Regions from separate parts of the Rattus norvegicus genome. Here region 1 is linked to region 2. Evidence: chromatin contacts called from public Hi-C data. All regions are on one chromosome and are shown on one strand. Each heading gives the region's core, a stretch centred on a gene start, on an enhancer-like site or on the middle of the called end of the contact. The rest is flanking DNA. Distances are from core to core; before and after follow the strand shown. Region 1 has its middle 55 kb from the start of Agps. Region 2 holds the start of Hnrnpa3 (heterogeneous nuclear ribonucleoprotein A3).

What was found. Hi-C and Micro-C count contacts between places; a contact is called where the count stands out from the background.
Region 1: a contact with region 2 is called in a Hi-C map of mammary epithelial cells, with 2.4 times the contacts expected there. The contact joins the enhancer-like site here to the promoter of Hnrnpa3 in region 2. A contact is called at or near these places in 4 of 12 Hi-C or Micro-C datasets (the A7r5 cell line, the Rat2 cell line, liver and 1 more).

The regions. Positions count from the first base shown.
Region 1 is chr3:81,096,262-81,103,625 of GRCr8, forward strand. No RefSeq gene overlaps it. Among named protein-coding and RNA genes, the nearest start is that of Agps, 55 kb to the right of the region's middle. Within about 2 kb of position 3,725, at least 10 of the 93 cell types and tissues checked have an H3K27ac peak or open chromatin away from gene starts, as enhancers often do. A contact at or near this core is called in liver, where this site is marked.
Region 2 is chr3:80,983,248-80,991,099 of GRCr8, forward strand. It overlaps Hnrnpa3 (heterogeneous nuclear ribonucleoprotein A3), which reads left to right and starts at 2,687. Exons shown (of 11, transcript NM_001111294.1): 1 at 2,687-2,838; 2 at 5,010-5,132; 3 at 5,212-5,358; 4 at 5,437-5,647; 5 at 6,056-6,145; 6 at 6,230-6,325; 7 at 6,421-6,501; 8 at 7,168-7,311. The coding sequence starts at 2,767.

The DNA.
Region 1 (7,364 bases), core at 2,475-4,974, 110 kb after region 2:
AAAGCCTACTGTACACTTTCTCTCTTTGCTCTGCTGGGGAAAAAGGTCACAGATGGCTTCAAGCCAGGACAGACTGATTTGTTCTGGCTTTCACTTCTACCAGTTAACTCTGCTTGTTAAGAATGGCTTTCTTAAGTTGGGTGCCACACACTTGCAATCCCAGCTCTTGGGAGCTAAAGCAAGGGGATTGCTGTGAGTTCAAGGCCAGCCTAGGCTTGACCCTATTGCTAGACCCTGTCTTTACCAACCACCCACCCCAAAAAACCACCACCACCAAAACCCCCCACCTTCCCACCACTTTCCCCAGAATTCCCTTTCTCTGTTTCTCCCAGTTCCCTCAAACACCAGCTTGCTTCTGCATACAACTTCCTCTCTTGCTTAATATAAGGTATCAACATTTTCCAGCCTGACTCTCCTCTTCCTGCATCTTCTGCTGAGGAATATTTAGAGACAACATCACCTCTTGGTTTCTGAGAACTGAACGCGGATCCTCTGAACCAGCTCTTCAGTCCCTCGTGGATCTAAGCTCATCTGTCAGATTTTATCCTAAAGGCAGCGGGAAAGTCGAAGCAAGTAGATTATCTGTTTAAAACTGTGGCTTGGGAAGAGTGGGGCAGGACAACGTGGGAAGTTCTCTTGGGTTTCCAGACACCTCTTTCTCCTCAGGCTCTGGCTGGCAACCTGTATAACTGGGTACACATGTATAAGCCCTCCCTTCCCCTCTACCAAATTGTTTTGTCAATCAAATGTAAAGCACATTATTGTGAAGAGAGTCTGCCATTGACAGAGACCAGGGCTCTAGGTTACAAAGTATAAACATAAACCATTTTGTTCTTTAACTTGGAGATAAAACTGATCCAATCAAACCAATCTGCACAACTGCATAAATGTGACTTGGTTACTTTTCCCTCTGTGGTGAGTGAAGAAATAGTTGATATGTGCCTTGGTTAGTGTTCTATTGCTATGAAAAGACACCACAATGGATATGGAGAGATGGTTCAGTGGTTAAGAGCACTGACTGCTCTTCCAGAGGTCCTGAGTTCAAATCCAGCAACCACATGGTAGCTTACAACCATTTGTAATGGGATCTGATGCCCTCTTCTGGTGTGTCTGAAGACAGCTACAGTGTAAATAAATAAAATGAATCTTTAAAAAAAAAAGAAAGACACCATGATCAAGGCAACTCTTTTTAAAAAAGCATGTAATTGGGGGATTGATTACAGTTTCAGAAGGTTAGACCATTAAGGTTAGACCATTATCATCATGGTGGGGTATGTGGTAGCATGCAGGCAGGCATTGTGCTAGAGAAGTAGCTGAGAGCTTAATAAATCCTGATAAAAAATCCTAAATAAATAAGCAGAAAGAAGAGAGAGAGAGAGACAGACAGACAGACAAACAGACAGACAGACTGAACCTGACATGCGTTTTTGAAACCTCAAAGCCCACTCCCAGTGACACGCTTATTCTAACAAGGACACACCTCCTCCAATGAGGCTATGCTCCCTGTCAAACAATTCTACCATCAGAAGACTAAGCATTCAAATATATGAGCCTATGGGAGCCACTTTCATTCAAGGCAGCACAGTGTGAAAGAAGAGGTGGTAAGGCAGTGGTTCTCAAAGTCGGTCACGGCCCCTTTGTCAAACCTCTATCCTCAAAAATATTTACCTTACAATTCATAACAGTAGCAAAATTACAGTTATGAAATAGCAACAAAAATAATTTTATGTTTGGGGTCAGGGGTCACCACAACATGAGGAACTGTGTTAAAGAGTTTCGGCTTTAGGAAAGTTGGGAAGGTTAGAAAAGGAAAGGTTATTCCTAGATTGATGGCTTGGGTTTCAAGAGATACCAGCCTTCTAGGACTAGAAACTGCTTTCATCAGGGCCAGCTGGCTGGACCCAATGTCCCAGAGCATGCGCTGGGCCCAGCGTGTGTTGAGGAAACAGTATTAACGGCTCAGACTAACAGTAGGGCCTCCTTCCCTACCCTCAAAACACCGCAGTCAATCACACGTGGGCTTCATCTGCTTCCTCATTCCCTTGGGCGGCCATCCAAGGAGCCCTACCAGGCAAGAACAGGAGAAGGAAGGTCTGAAATTAAATTCTGAACTAGAATATTCATGCAACTTCAGTTGACAGACAAATCACAGAATCCACTTGAGAGCGTCTAGATTAAATCTAGACAGATTAAATCTGCCAGGAAGGATGCTGAAAGTCTAGATTTGGAAATCACATTTCCTCTGGCGCAGATTTCGTTTTTGCATAGGTGTTTGTGGAGTCTGGCATCTGTGAGATTCCTACTCACTACAAACATGGAGCTGCCAGGAAATGGTTTGAAAAGAAGCCTGAAAACTGGTTTGGGTGGGGTGTGGTTGGTGGTGAGGAGAGAGAAGGGGGGGGGAAGGAGGACGGGGAGGAGGAAGAGAGAGATGGGGAGGCGAGAGGAGAGAGAGGGAGAGGAGAGAAAGAGAGGAGGGAGAGAGAGTGGGAAGGGAAGAGGGTAGGAAGAGAGGAGGGAGAGAGGGGGGAGGGAAGAGGAGAGGAAGGGAGGAGGAGGAGGGAAGAGGGGAGAGAGGATGGGGAGGGAAGAGGAGAGGAAGGGAGGAGGAGGAGGGAAGAGGGGAGAGAGGATGGGGAGAGAAGAGGGGGAGAGAGGAAAGGGAGTGGAAGGAGAGGAGAGGGGAGAGGAGAGGGAGAGATGAGAGGGAGGGAGGAGGGGGAGAGGGAGAGAAAAGGAGGGAGAGGAAAGAGGAAGACAGAGAGAGGAAAAAGGAGAGGGAGAGGGGGAGTTATAGATGTTCAGGTAAGAGAAAGATCCAAGAGCCTGTTATGCCAAGAGTTGCCATGGGTCAAAAGGAAAAAAGTCCTTCGAATTTAACTGTGTGTAGATCCCAGATTATCTTGAAGGAGACAATTCTGGGGAGTGTGCAGGAGGTGAGCAAGTTGAAACAGTGAATATAGAGAATCATCCACAAACACCAATGACCAGGGGAGGAGAGAAGGCTCAGACGGAAGGAATGTGGCATTTTTTAGTCTAGGAAGGAAGGAAGGAACTGGTAGAGAGGCAAAATTGAAGATACAGGGATTGAGAAAGAGCAGCCTAGAGACGGGATGGTGATAAAAAGGAACAGATAGGTAGTGGCTGACAGCGGGCACAGGATGCAAGGCACAATGACTCTGTGGAGTGGGTCTCAGAGGGTAAAGGACTGAGAAACAATGTCATGGCAGTGTGTATAGAGAGGAGCTGGCCCTGTCTGCACTCATCGCGGCTGCAGAGGAAGCACGGTTTTTGTGGGGAGACTGAGATTTTTCTGGCTAGAAAGTGAAGAATTAGAGGTGTCATGGGACTCGGTGATGAGATGGGATCCATGAGGAACTGTTTTGGATGAAGCATGTGTGTGTGTGTGTGTGTGTGTGTGTGTGTGTGTGTGTGTGTGTGTAAGAAGCTGACACGACAGTTCCACGGTTTGGTTAAGGGGAAGGTATTTATTATGCGTAAGAGAGAGAAAGTATCCAGAAGCATTTGGAAGAGTCCAGAGCAGAGAGAAAGAGAAGCAGATTGGACATGGTTAGGGCTGTCTTCGAGAGGAAGGTGAATAGCGAGCGAAGAGAGAATAGTGAAAGGGAGAGGGTTAGTGAGAAAGCAGAGCCATAGAGAGAGTGAGGGAGGAGGAGCCAGAGGGGAGGAGGGGCAGGAGGGAGCCAGAGGGGAGGAGCCAGAGGGGGCAGAGGGGAGGAGCCAGAGGGGCAGAGGGGAGGAGCCAGAGGGGGTGGGGAGAATAGCAGGACCTGGGGCATGGGGGACAGGGGTTATATAGAGAGTATCATCTAAGTTGAGAAAGTCCAGGATAGGAGCTTTTTTTTTTTTTCTGTACTGAAAGTACTTGTGAATAGGGACTGAGGGAGCCTGGCGTGGGTTTTGATACACAGCCACAGGTCCAAGTCAATAGAACCATGTGTCCCTTCTGCCAGAGGTAAGGGAAATGATTCCTTTTGGTAGAGGGGAACCAGTTCCACAAGTTCCTGAGGAATGCTGACTTTTATCTAACCGCCAGAAATCCTCCTATAGTTCAGGGTGAGCTGGACCTAGACTGAATTTCGGACAGAGTCAGTGGGCCTGCCCTTTTCTTGGGGTGGGTGTGTGGGTGGGAAGTGATAGGGTGATTTTTTTTTTCTCTTCTTTATAAACTCAACCAATGTGACATACTGGTCACTAAAATGTATGGGGATTTCTTTTTCCAACAATCGTTCTCCAGGGGTACAGCGTTGCGTCTTACAATTTAGCTTAGTTCTAACGTTGTTTACTGGAGGCAGCGTCAGAACTGACAAATTCCGGAGTGTCCCACAGGAGTCCTCCATTTCAGACCAATTGCAGATAGCAGGTTGTTGCCTAGGATCCTGACTGACTATCCCGGATCCGGGGTTCCCATGGCTCCTCCCCAGTATCCGTTAGTTTGCTAGAGCAACCCAGACAATAGGAAAACCTTCCATTTACTTCCACTCATTACAAAGGATGCAGATGATCAGCCAGATGGATGCAAAAGCTGGGGTGTGGGGGAGCGGCAGGGGTGGGGGTGGGAGAGTAAGCCACCCTCTGGGAACCCACATGTTCAGCCATGTGGAGACCGACCCCCAAGTTCTGTCCTGTGGGCTTTTATGGAGGTGGTATTACATACATAAACACGATCGAGTACATCACTGATCATTGGCAACCAATCCAATCTTCCACTTCCCTCCTTTACTAGAGGCTGGGGGTTGGTGACTTGGGTTTTCATTATCATTGACTGCAGCTAGAGACTCACCTGTGCACAGGTCTGTGAAGGCTTTTCCAAAGAGGAAGACCCAGTCTCAAGTCCATGACATCATCCCCTGTCCCAGCCTGAATAAAAAGAGAAAACAGAAGAAGCAAGCAGAGTACCAGTATGCATCTTGCTTTGCTTCAGAAGGGGCTGACCCATACAATGTGACCATGCAATGTGACTATCCATCTCACTCTCTTGCTGGCCTGCCTTGTGGGCTGTGACGGACCGAATGTCCTCAAAATGACCACAAAGTAAACCCTTCCTTCCTTAAGTTATTTTGGTTCCAACAACGAGAAAGCTAGGGTGCGGCTGGATTTTGGTGATCGGTTTCTATCCTGAAGCTGGTTAGGGGCCTCCGGCACCCAGTGGTTTCATTAGTAGAAGACATTCAGCACTCTGGGGCCTTCATGGGCTTTGGAGTTGTCTGCCAGGAACCAAAATTGGAAGCCAATTAATCTGTTATATTTATTGTTCCTTGATGGTGCTAGGGATTGAATCAAGTGTTTTGTGCATGCTAGGCAAGCCCTCTGTCACTGAACTACACCCACTCTTCTCTGTTAAATAGCTATGGATCTTCATCCCCTTCCTCCTCTTCCTCCCCCTCCTCCTCCTCTTCCCCTCCTATTCCTCCTTTCCCTCCCCTCCCCCTCCCCCTGCTCCTCCCCTCTTCCTCCCCCTCCTCCCCCTCCTCCTCCCCCTCCTCCTCTCCCCTCCTCCTCCCCCCCTCCTCCTCCTCTTTCTGAGACTCGGTCTCACTATGCAGCTCTGTCTGTCCTGAACTCACACTATATTGACCAGGTTTGACTTGAACGCTTAACAGATCTGCTAGCCTCTGCCTCCCGAGTGCTGGGACGACAGGCCTGTACTACTCTGATTGGGTTCTATCTCTTCTTAGATTTTATGTATATGAATATTTTGCCTGCCTGTGTGTCTGTGTACCGTGGGTATAGCTGGTTCCCACAGAGGTCAAAGAAGGGTATCTGAAACTGGAGTTAGAGATAGTTGTGACCTGTCATGTGGGTGCTAGAGATCAAATAGTATCTTCTGGAAGAGCAGCAGCCCATGCTCTTAATACCTGAGCCATCTCTCCAGCGTCTCAAATGTCTGTTTCTTATATTACCATGCATCATACTGAGGAATGAGATACTGAGTCGTGCCTAAGGAAGAGAATCCAAGGACCATAGCTCACCGGAAGGACCTCTCTTGAGCACATTTAAAGATAACAGAGATCTGGGAATGGTGGTCTAGGCAGGTCACATGGATAACTAGTCAGGAAGAGTCTATCACTTCTCTGACACTCCCGAGTCTCGGGGTTGACTGTGCTAAGGACCACTGGCTTGTACTCAGGGTATTACTGTCCTTAAGAAGCATGGAGGCTGGGCGTCATCCCAGGGCTTTGGCTACAGAGCAAGTACAGAGCCACTTGCCCATCCAGGCTCCTGCTCCTACCCAGTGTGTAGCATTTATTTCCATGCTTCTTGTCCTGCTCACTTTAGGATTTGATTTTGTCGTGACGCTCAGAGCCCATGGGAAAGTATACAGTGATCTCGGAGCACCCAAGAGTGGCCTGGGAAAGGGAGTCAGGCCAATTGGCCATAATATTAACTGATTTCAACACACACCTAATTACTCTAGGTATTCATTCAAGGACAGGCGTGATGTTAAGAGCAATTTCCTGGAATGACTGCAGGGGGAGGAAGGGGGAGGAGCAGGAGGAGCAGGAGGAGCAGGACCAGGAGGAAGAGGAGGGAGGGAGGAGGAAGAGGAGGAGGAGGGGGAGGAGGGGGGAGGAGGAGGAGGGGAAGGAGGAGGGGGAGGAGGAAGGGGAGGAGGAGGAGGAGGAGGGGGAGGAGGGGAGGAGGAGGAGGAGGAGGAGGGGGAGGAAGGAGTTCGGCATGGTGGTATATACCCATGTACTAGGGAGGTGGAGGCAGAGGTGCAGGAAGTCAAAGCCAGCTTTGGTTCCATAACAAATATGAAGCCAGCTTGGGTTGCATGAAATACTGTCTCAACTCTTCCTTTCCCCATACCTTTTAAAATTGAGAGAGAGAGAAAAGAGAGAGAAAGAGAGAGAGAATTTAAAAATCCTGTGATGTATTCAAAATTGATTTAAAAAAATATACGAACTGATATCCACTTAGTTCCTTGTTTGGGCCAAAGACAGTTTTACATATGGTATATACATATGATATATATATATATATATATATATATATATATATATATATATATATATAATTTCCCACAGAGATTTTCCATTTTACCACTTTTGAAGGTATAGGCCACCTTTTAGCCTCTGTCCAGTTCACTGCACATGGACAATTTAGAGTCCTTTGGAGCACTGTAGAGCCCTTGAAATGCCATCCGTTACAGGGGCTGGCCTCCTTGTTTTTCCCTGTCAGCAGATTCTGTGGAGAACATCTTGCTGGTAGACCCCATTTTATTGTTTAATGATGAGATTCAATGAAGCAGTGAAGGGTAAGGCTTTTAAAATATCCCTAGTGGGGCTTTGATATAGAGCATAAAGGTCTCCTCTCTGGGCCCGTTCCACTCCTTTTCT
Region 2 (7,852 bases), core at 1,437-3,936:
GAACAAGGTTTCATAGAAAATGGCAATCAAGCAGTGAGTGTTTCTGGCCTTGCAAGCATCTAATTGGGGTGTTACTATGGCCTTTAGTGTAATTGGCTGGTGCTAGGAGCCAAACCATAAACTTCTGGTATTTTTTTTTTTTTAATTGGTGGCTATTAGGCAGGTTATCAAACCCAGGTGTAGATTCGTTGAGGAATAACCTGGAAACCAGTGCTAGATTCGGGATTTGTTGGGGAACATACCTGGAGAAGCAGGCCTTGTTTGAGGTAGCCTGGAAACTGGAGCTAGGCTCAGGTTTTATTGGAGGTAAACTGGAGACTGGAGCTAGATACTGAACTGTTAGCTTACTTGAGTGTAAACTTCGGTCAGGCTTTCTAAGATGGAGTCTAAAGCCAAAAACTCGGTCTCTCAAAACCATCTCGAAAAACCAAGGATCAAAAAAAGAGAGGTAGGGTTGGGGATTTAGCTCAGTGGTAGAGCGCTTGCCTAGGAAGCGCAAGGCCCTGGGTTCGGTCCCCAGCTCCGGAAAAAAAAAAAAAAAAAAAAAAAAAGAGAGAGAGAGGTAGCTGAGCATGCCCCAGGGAGCAAGCCAGCCAAAGATCGGCTGTAGTTTCTGCCTCAATTCCTGCCTTGATTTCCTTCAGTGGTGACCACGACCTGGAATTACACCAGGTTTTCCTCTTCTAAGTTGGTTTTGGTCATGGCGTTTATTACAGCAACAGAAAGCAAACTAGAACCAGGGTATCCTGTAGCCCAGGGTGGCCTCACACCCACTTTGTAAATGTCCTTGAACTGTTTTGAGACAGGGTGTCTATGTCCAAGAGCTAGCTGGCCTGGTACTCTCAGAGATCCTTCTGCATCTGCTTCCTGATTGCTGTGACTAAAGTCCTGAGGCACCACATGTGGCTGCCCTGGTTCTTTTGAAATTCCCAACCTCCATTCCCCAAGCACTGTGAGTTTGAGGGATTAGAAGGTGTGTCACCCGTCCAGTGTGCAGAGATGAGGATCCAGGCTAAGGCCTCACGATTGAGTGTTGGAATTAAAGGTGTGTGCCACCATCTGAATCCATTTCTAATCTTTCACAGGAAGGAACAGTTAAACTACAAAGGAATTTGTTACACAGAATGTTAAAATATGCAATTTGTTTCAGGAAAAGACTTTGTCAATTGTGCCTCCCCCCCCCCCCGCCCCAATACTTTTAAATAGAGATCTGCAAATTTTTTTCTTTCCTTTTGAGACAGGGTCTCACTATATATACACTGGCTCCCTGAAACTCCACGTAGGGCCAGAGACACATCAGCCTCTTTCTTCAGAGTAGGCTAGAGGTGTCCCATACTATGCCTGGCAAATCTGTAAATTGTTAATCTACAGTTGTGGTGAGAAGGCTAGGCTGATTCCACGACAGGCTTCAAATTAGCAGTTAAGGAACTAGGCCTAAAATCCCAGGCTTCAGCTAGTCAGAAACTGCCCCACCACCTGGCCTGAAACAAGGACAATGGGTCAATAGTTTCCAGCCAGCCCCCACGCCCCAGTAATGGAATGTTCTTAGAGATAGCAGTAGAACACAGCCCACCTACCCCCGGATTCCTCAGCAACAGTTTCCAGCCACCACACCCCGGCAACGGTTCTGGAATACCTAGAGAAAGACAACCACCAACCCCGGGATTCCACTAAGGTGCTTTAAACTGAGCCTGCGAACTTATTTCCGGCTCTATCTTGGTAATGGGAAACTCCAGCATGCTAGACGTCTACAGAATAAAACATTTTGCGTTTACATGAGTCCGGGGGGTGTCATTCTTCAGCGAACCATGGCCCCTTACAGTGGGTGTTTCGAGATCACCTAATCCTATGTTCACTTTTACTTGAGCAACTAAAGTCCAAATGATTCCGAATCCCTTTGCCAGGCAGAAAAAGGATTCGACTTATTTCATTCACATGCTGCACAGTAAAACTTGAAACAGATGACCACATTAAATAAGGAACAAATATCTAGTCAACAGGTAGGTAGCCTATATGGCCAGAAGCCTTTTAGAAACTTTGGAAATGGTCCCATTCTCTAGATTCTGTACCCAAAACAAGTGGTTCTGCTTCTTCCTCGCAGACTATCTTAATCTTTTAAATAAGCAAGTTGCCTAAGGTGAAATCTTATTAACTCAGCCGCATTTTGCGGTCTGTGAGAAGTGCAAGACTGAAACTTGCAGTGTGGGTCTCCCAAGCTGGCGGAGCCATATTTTCCACACCTCGGCTTCCGATATTTGGGCACCCGCGAGGAAGGCGAAGGGGTCAATCGACTTTCTTACAACCTTAAGTCTCAAGTAAGAAAAGCGTGACTTTAAATCTGGCACTGGAGTGGGGCGAACTCGGAAATAGAGACCCAGAAGAGCGCGGGGGAGGGGCGAGAGGCGCTGGAAGAAAGGGAAAGGCCTTTCTCTAAGCTGACGCGCGGTCACGCGGCTTTCTCCCGACGTGGGCACTCGCTATTGGTCAAGCTGCAGCTGACGTAAGCGTAGCTGCCGGGCGCGAACCGCGGCGAGGGCGGCGCTGCGTTGGAAGTTGGCGAGGCGCGCGCGCTCCCGTTGGCGGCCCAATCCCTGCTCTCCACTCTCGGCCCGCCAACCCACTGGTCCAGTCGCGCTCCGCTTTGGCGTGACCCCGCCCCCGATGGGCGGGCGGCGCGCGGATAGAACATCACGTGGTTACTAGCCCCGCCTCTTCCTCTCGGTCCCATATTGAACTCGAGTTGGAAGAGGCGAGTCCGGTCTCAAAATGGAGGTAAAACCGCCGCCCGGTCGCCCCCAGCCTGACTCCGGCCGTCGCCGCCGCCGCCGGGGGGAGGAGGTATTAGGGGGAGAGCGGGGGGTTGCTGGGTAGTTGCCGGCTTGGGGGGGCTTTGGCTCGATGGGAGCGGGGAGGCCGGGGGAAACCGGGACGATCGTCCCGCGCTTTGCTCTGAGGGCGGTGGGAGGGGGAGGGGAGCGGGCCGAGTGGCCTCATCCAGGCCCTCCTTCGCCCTGGTCCTCTCGGCCGGCCGCACCAGCAGCCCTCGAAGACGCGGCGCGGCCGGGGAGTAGGTCTGCGGCCCGGCGAGGAGCCCTCGGGCTGTGGGGCCTGACTGGCGAGGCCGCGGGCGGCATGGCGGGCCTCCGCGGGAGCGGTTGGGAGGAGGAGGTGGGGGAGGGGAGGAGCACATCCGGGCGAGCGAGCAGGCGGGCGGCGGCCACATTGACATTGATCTGCCGCCGCGTTACGAAATGGCGCATTGGCCCGCAATGGCCGCCGCCTGGCTACGCCGCCAAGAAGGAGTGCGCGGGATTGGAGGGAACGGCGGGAGGCGGCCGGGCAGAAAATGCCGCAGATGGCCTCCAGGCTCCGGGCGCGGTGCTTTCCGCTGGGGTGCTGCCGGCGCGGATCTATCTAGGCCTTGGCGGGCCTTCTGGGTGATGACAATCCGCGCAATATTCTGGCCGGATTTTCTCAGCGCTCATTTGGGGATACATTACTGAAAAGCTTGCTGCTTTAAGGTGCTTCCTAACCCGCTGCTTGTGCTCAAGGATTTGGAATGGAGTATTTACAGCGTCCTACGGTTGAAGTCTTAACCATTTCGGGGTTTTGAGTGTAGTTGTTTATTTGGAACTTATTTATCTAATTTCTCATATTTCGGATTGGCCCGGGTTATGGTTTACTGGATTTTGGTTTTAGAGAACTGCGATCACACTCGAACATAACCACGATTACGTGAATTTTGTGTGTATAGAGATGTTGTTTTTTGTGTATTGTCAAATTCATTTATCCGAGGCTTGAATAAATGGGACTAAGTGAATTATTTGGGTAGTTGATCATTTAACGGGTTTCTGGTATGTGGCTGTTTTTATTATATTGAATGTCCTAACATTTCTGTTTCTAGAGAATGGAAGATGTTTTAAATGTGTAAATGTGAGCCCCCGTAAGGACTTGTGTTGAATTGTCTTAATGCGTTCATTAAAAGCGTTCACGCGAAAGTAAAACCTTCAAAAGAAAGTCACAGTGTAGATTATTTCCTAAGTCAGTTACGGTTTTGTTCCTAATTCCTCTGGTCAGGCAGCATGTACTATGCCTTGTAAATCCAAGTTTACGTAGTTGTGAATATAGGAATCGCATTCGAAGTCACTTAAAACCATTCGACGGAAATGGGTATAACCAAGGTAAATTGATTACAGATAGCTAAGTAGTGGAACTACGTGTGAATGTTGCGTGCCCACCTGTTATCCTAGTATTTGAAAGGCTAAGTAAGGTAGGACTGCCTCAAGTTCCAGGCTAGCTTAGCCTGCCCTTATCTTGAGCCTGCCTCAAAACTCACCCACCCACACCCTTAGTCCCTACAAGGTATTATTATGGGATTGTTTTTACGTCTTGGCTGTGTTCTGTTTTGTTCTTTGTGGGATATGCCTATTTTGCGTAGGAATGTCTTAATAACTGACTGGCTGGAAATGTGAATTTCTTTTAATTTGCCATTGTAAGCTTAAGTTGCATTTTATGGATCATGTTTTAAAATTATGGGTTTGTTGGTGTTGCAGACTGAGGACAGTGGAAATGGCATGGGTTGAATGAATAATGCTGAGTCTTTGGGGTTAATTTTTCTAGTGAATGACTTGTTACAAACATCTGAACTATTCTAGACTTTTAGTTGTAGCTTTAAAAAATTAGTTTTGAAGAAGTCTGGGACCGTTTGGGGTTCAGTTTAGTTATACTTTAAAGTGACCCCGATACCATTTTTAGAGGGTTTTGTTTGTTTTTAAGACAACCTACTCACCTCATACTAGACAACCTCATACTGGCCTTAAAAAATTGGATATGTAGTCCAGGCCAGTCTCTGTCTCCCAAACGCTGAAGTTAACTGGTGTGTATTATCATGCCCAGCGTGGAGCAGATTTTTTTTAATTGGATGGAATGTTGTTACGGGTTTTGAGACACCTATAACTTAAAGTTCATTTTCTCCAAGAAAAAAAATAACTATCAATCTTTTTCCTCAGGGCCACGATCCAAAGGAACCAGAGCAGCTGAGGAAGCTGTTTATTGGTGGTCTGAGCTTTGAAACCACAGATGATAGCTTAAGAGAACATTTTGAGAAATGGGGCACACTTACAGATTGTGTGGTGAGTTCTTGGGGTAAAAATGATCTTAGAAAGGGATGGAGACCTATAGGATTATTTAATACTTTGAACTATTTTATAGGTAATGAGAGATCCTCAAACAAAACGTTCCAGAGGCTTTGGTTTTGTGACCTACTCTTGTGTCGAAGAGGTGGATGCTGCAATGTGTGCTCGGCCACACAAGGTTGATGGACGTGTGGTGGAACCAAAGAGAGCTGTTTCTAGAGAGGTATTTTAATAACATGTTGTATAATACTTGGAACTGTTTCAGTTTGGTTTTTTTGACTTAAATTTATTTTATTTGTAGGATTCTGTAAAGCCTGGTGCCCATTTAACAGTGAAGAAGATTTTTGTTGGTGGTATTAAAGAGGATACAGAAGAATATAATCTGAGAGACTACTTTGAAAAGTATGGCAAGATTGAAACCATAGAAGTTATGGAAGATAGGCAGAGTGGGAAAAAGAGAGGATTTGCTTTTGTAACTTTTGATGATCATGACACAGTTGATAAAATTGTTGGTAAGTAACAATTTATTAACTTGTTAGTAATTTTTGAAAGGAAATAAATTTAGTTTTCATAAAACATTGAGGTCAGTAGCTCTCAATCTTCCTAGTGATGTGACTCCTAATATATATCTTTCCTCATGTTGTGACTCCTGACCATAAAATTATTTTCATTGCTACTTCATAACTAATTTTGCTACTGTTATAAATCCATGTATATTTGATATGTAGGGTATCTGATGTGACTCAATCTATAGGTTGAGGACTGCTCATCTATCTAGATCAGGATACATTTACTTCTAGAATATCCCTTCATTGTCTTCTCAGTCTACATCTTAACAGTATTTAATTGCATGGTGATAAAGGGTTCAATTTTACATGGTTTTCCAAACAAAAAATTTTTGTGTTTTACCTCAACTTTAGTTCAGAAATACCACACTATTAATGGGCATAATTGTGAAGTGAAAAAGGCCCTTTCTAAACAAGAGATGCAGTCTGCTGGATCACAGAGAGGTGAGTTGGATCAGATACACATAAATAATAGACATGAACAGTTAAGGAAAGATTTTGGAGTTTTCACTGTAACCCATGTTACAGGTCGTGGAGGTGGATCTGGCAACTTTATGGGACGTGGAGGAAACTTTGGTGGCGGCGGAGGAAACTTTGGGCGTGGAGGAAACTTTGGTGGAAGAGGTAAGATGTGCTCATTATATGTACTACTGTATGATAAGTTTACTAATAAGTTAGTTGAAAGTATAATTTTTGACTCGAACCTTGCTTTTCCTCAGGAGGCTATGGTGGTGGAGGTGGTGGCAGCAGAGGCAGTTATGGAGGTGGTGATGGTGGATATAATGGATTTGGAGGTGATGGTAAGTCTTAAATGGTGGTTTTTGATCTTTAATTTCTGCATTGCTGGAAATCAGACACGTGACCTCAAATGCTAGGTGGTAGGACTTAGAAGTGTGGTAGGTGACAAGTTTTAAACAACCACATTAAAAATGTTACAGCTTGGGGTTGGGGATTTAGCTCAGTGGTAGAGCGCAAGGCCCTGGGTTCAGTCCCCAGCTCCAAAAAAAAAAGAAAAAAATATTACAGCTTCCAATCCTAAAACTTTGAATAGACCCATGAAATAGTTTCTTCCAATTAGTGCCACAGAGTAGGAACCTCTTCCCAAGGATGGAAGTAAAGCACCAATTAGTTGTCTTTGCTTAGTAAGATTTATCACCAGCAGTAGAGTTAACATTGGCTTTGTGTGAGGCTATATATTTTTTTCTTTTTTTCTTGACCGAACCCAGGGCCTTGCGCTTGCTAGGCAAGCGCTCTATCACTGAGCTAAATCCCCAACCCCCCGAGGCTATATTTTCTGAAGCAAAATTGAAAACAGACTTTTTTAAAAAGAAACAATGCCAATCATAAGATGTTATCAGTCAAGATTGCTTGTGCCGAGATTCTAGAGTGTTAGCTTTGTTGTCATTTACAGTATAAAGCCAGAATTATTTGGTCCCTCTGAACAACTTTCTCTGTTTGTTTTGCAGGTGGCAACTATGGTGGTGGTCCTGGTTACAGTAGTAGAGGAGGTTATGGAGGTGGTGGACCAGGATATGGAAACCAAGGTGGTGGATATGGTGGTGGAGGAGGAGGATATGATGGTTACAATGAAGGAGGAAATTTTGGTGGAGGTAAGTTATAGATACCTGGATTAAATGCAAACCAGCATTTAAATTAAAACTCTATGGTACTTGGAACTGCTTAAAGGATAAACGGGGGAGGGGGGAGTTGTAGTTGTTAATAGCTATATTGTAACCCTGACAGACCATAGCCATTATTTTTAAGTTGTGTGACTATAACCACTGCGTGCACACACTTCACATTTAGAAAACCATTTTGAGGGGGAGTGTGTGAGGGAGGGTTGAATTCTAGGTTAGTCTGGATATTAGGAAAGCAAAGGTTTTTAATGTACAATTTAATGTTTTATAAAGGCTATTTTTGAGTACACAGTAACTTGTCTTCAGACACACCAGAAGAAGGGCATTAGTCCCATTATAAATGATTGTGAGCTTACCATTCGGTTGCTGGGAATTGATCCTTATTGCCATTCCCAGAATATTTTCATCATTCCAACTGGGACCTTTTATTTAATAAGACCCTATCTCACAGGTCAGCAAGCCTCAGACTGTATTGGCTGGCCTCAGGCTTTGATCTTTCCTGTATCCACCTCCC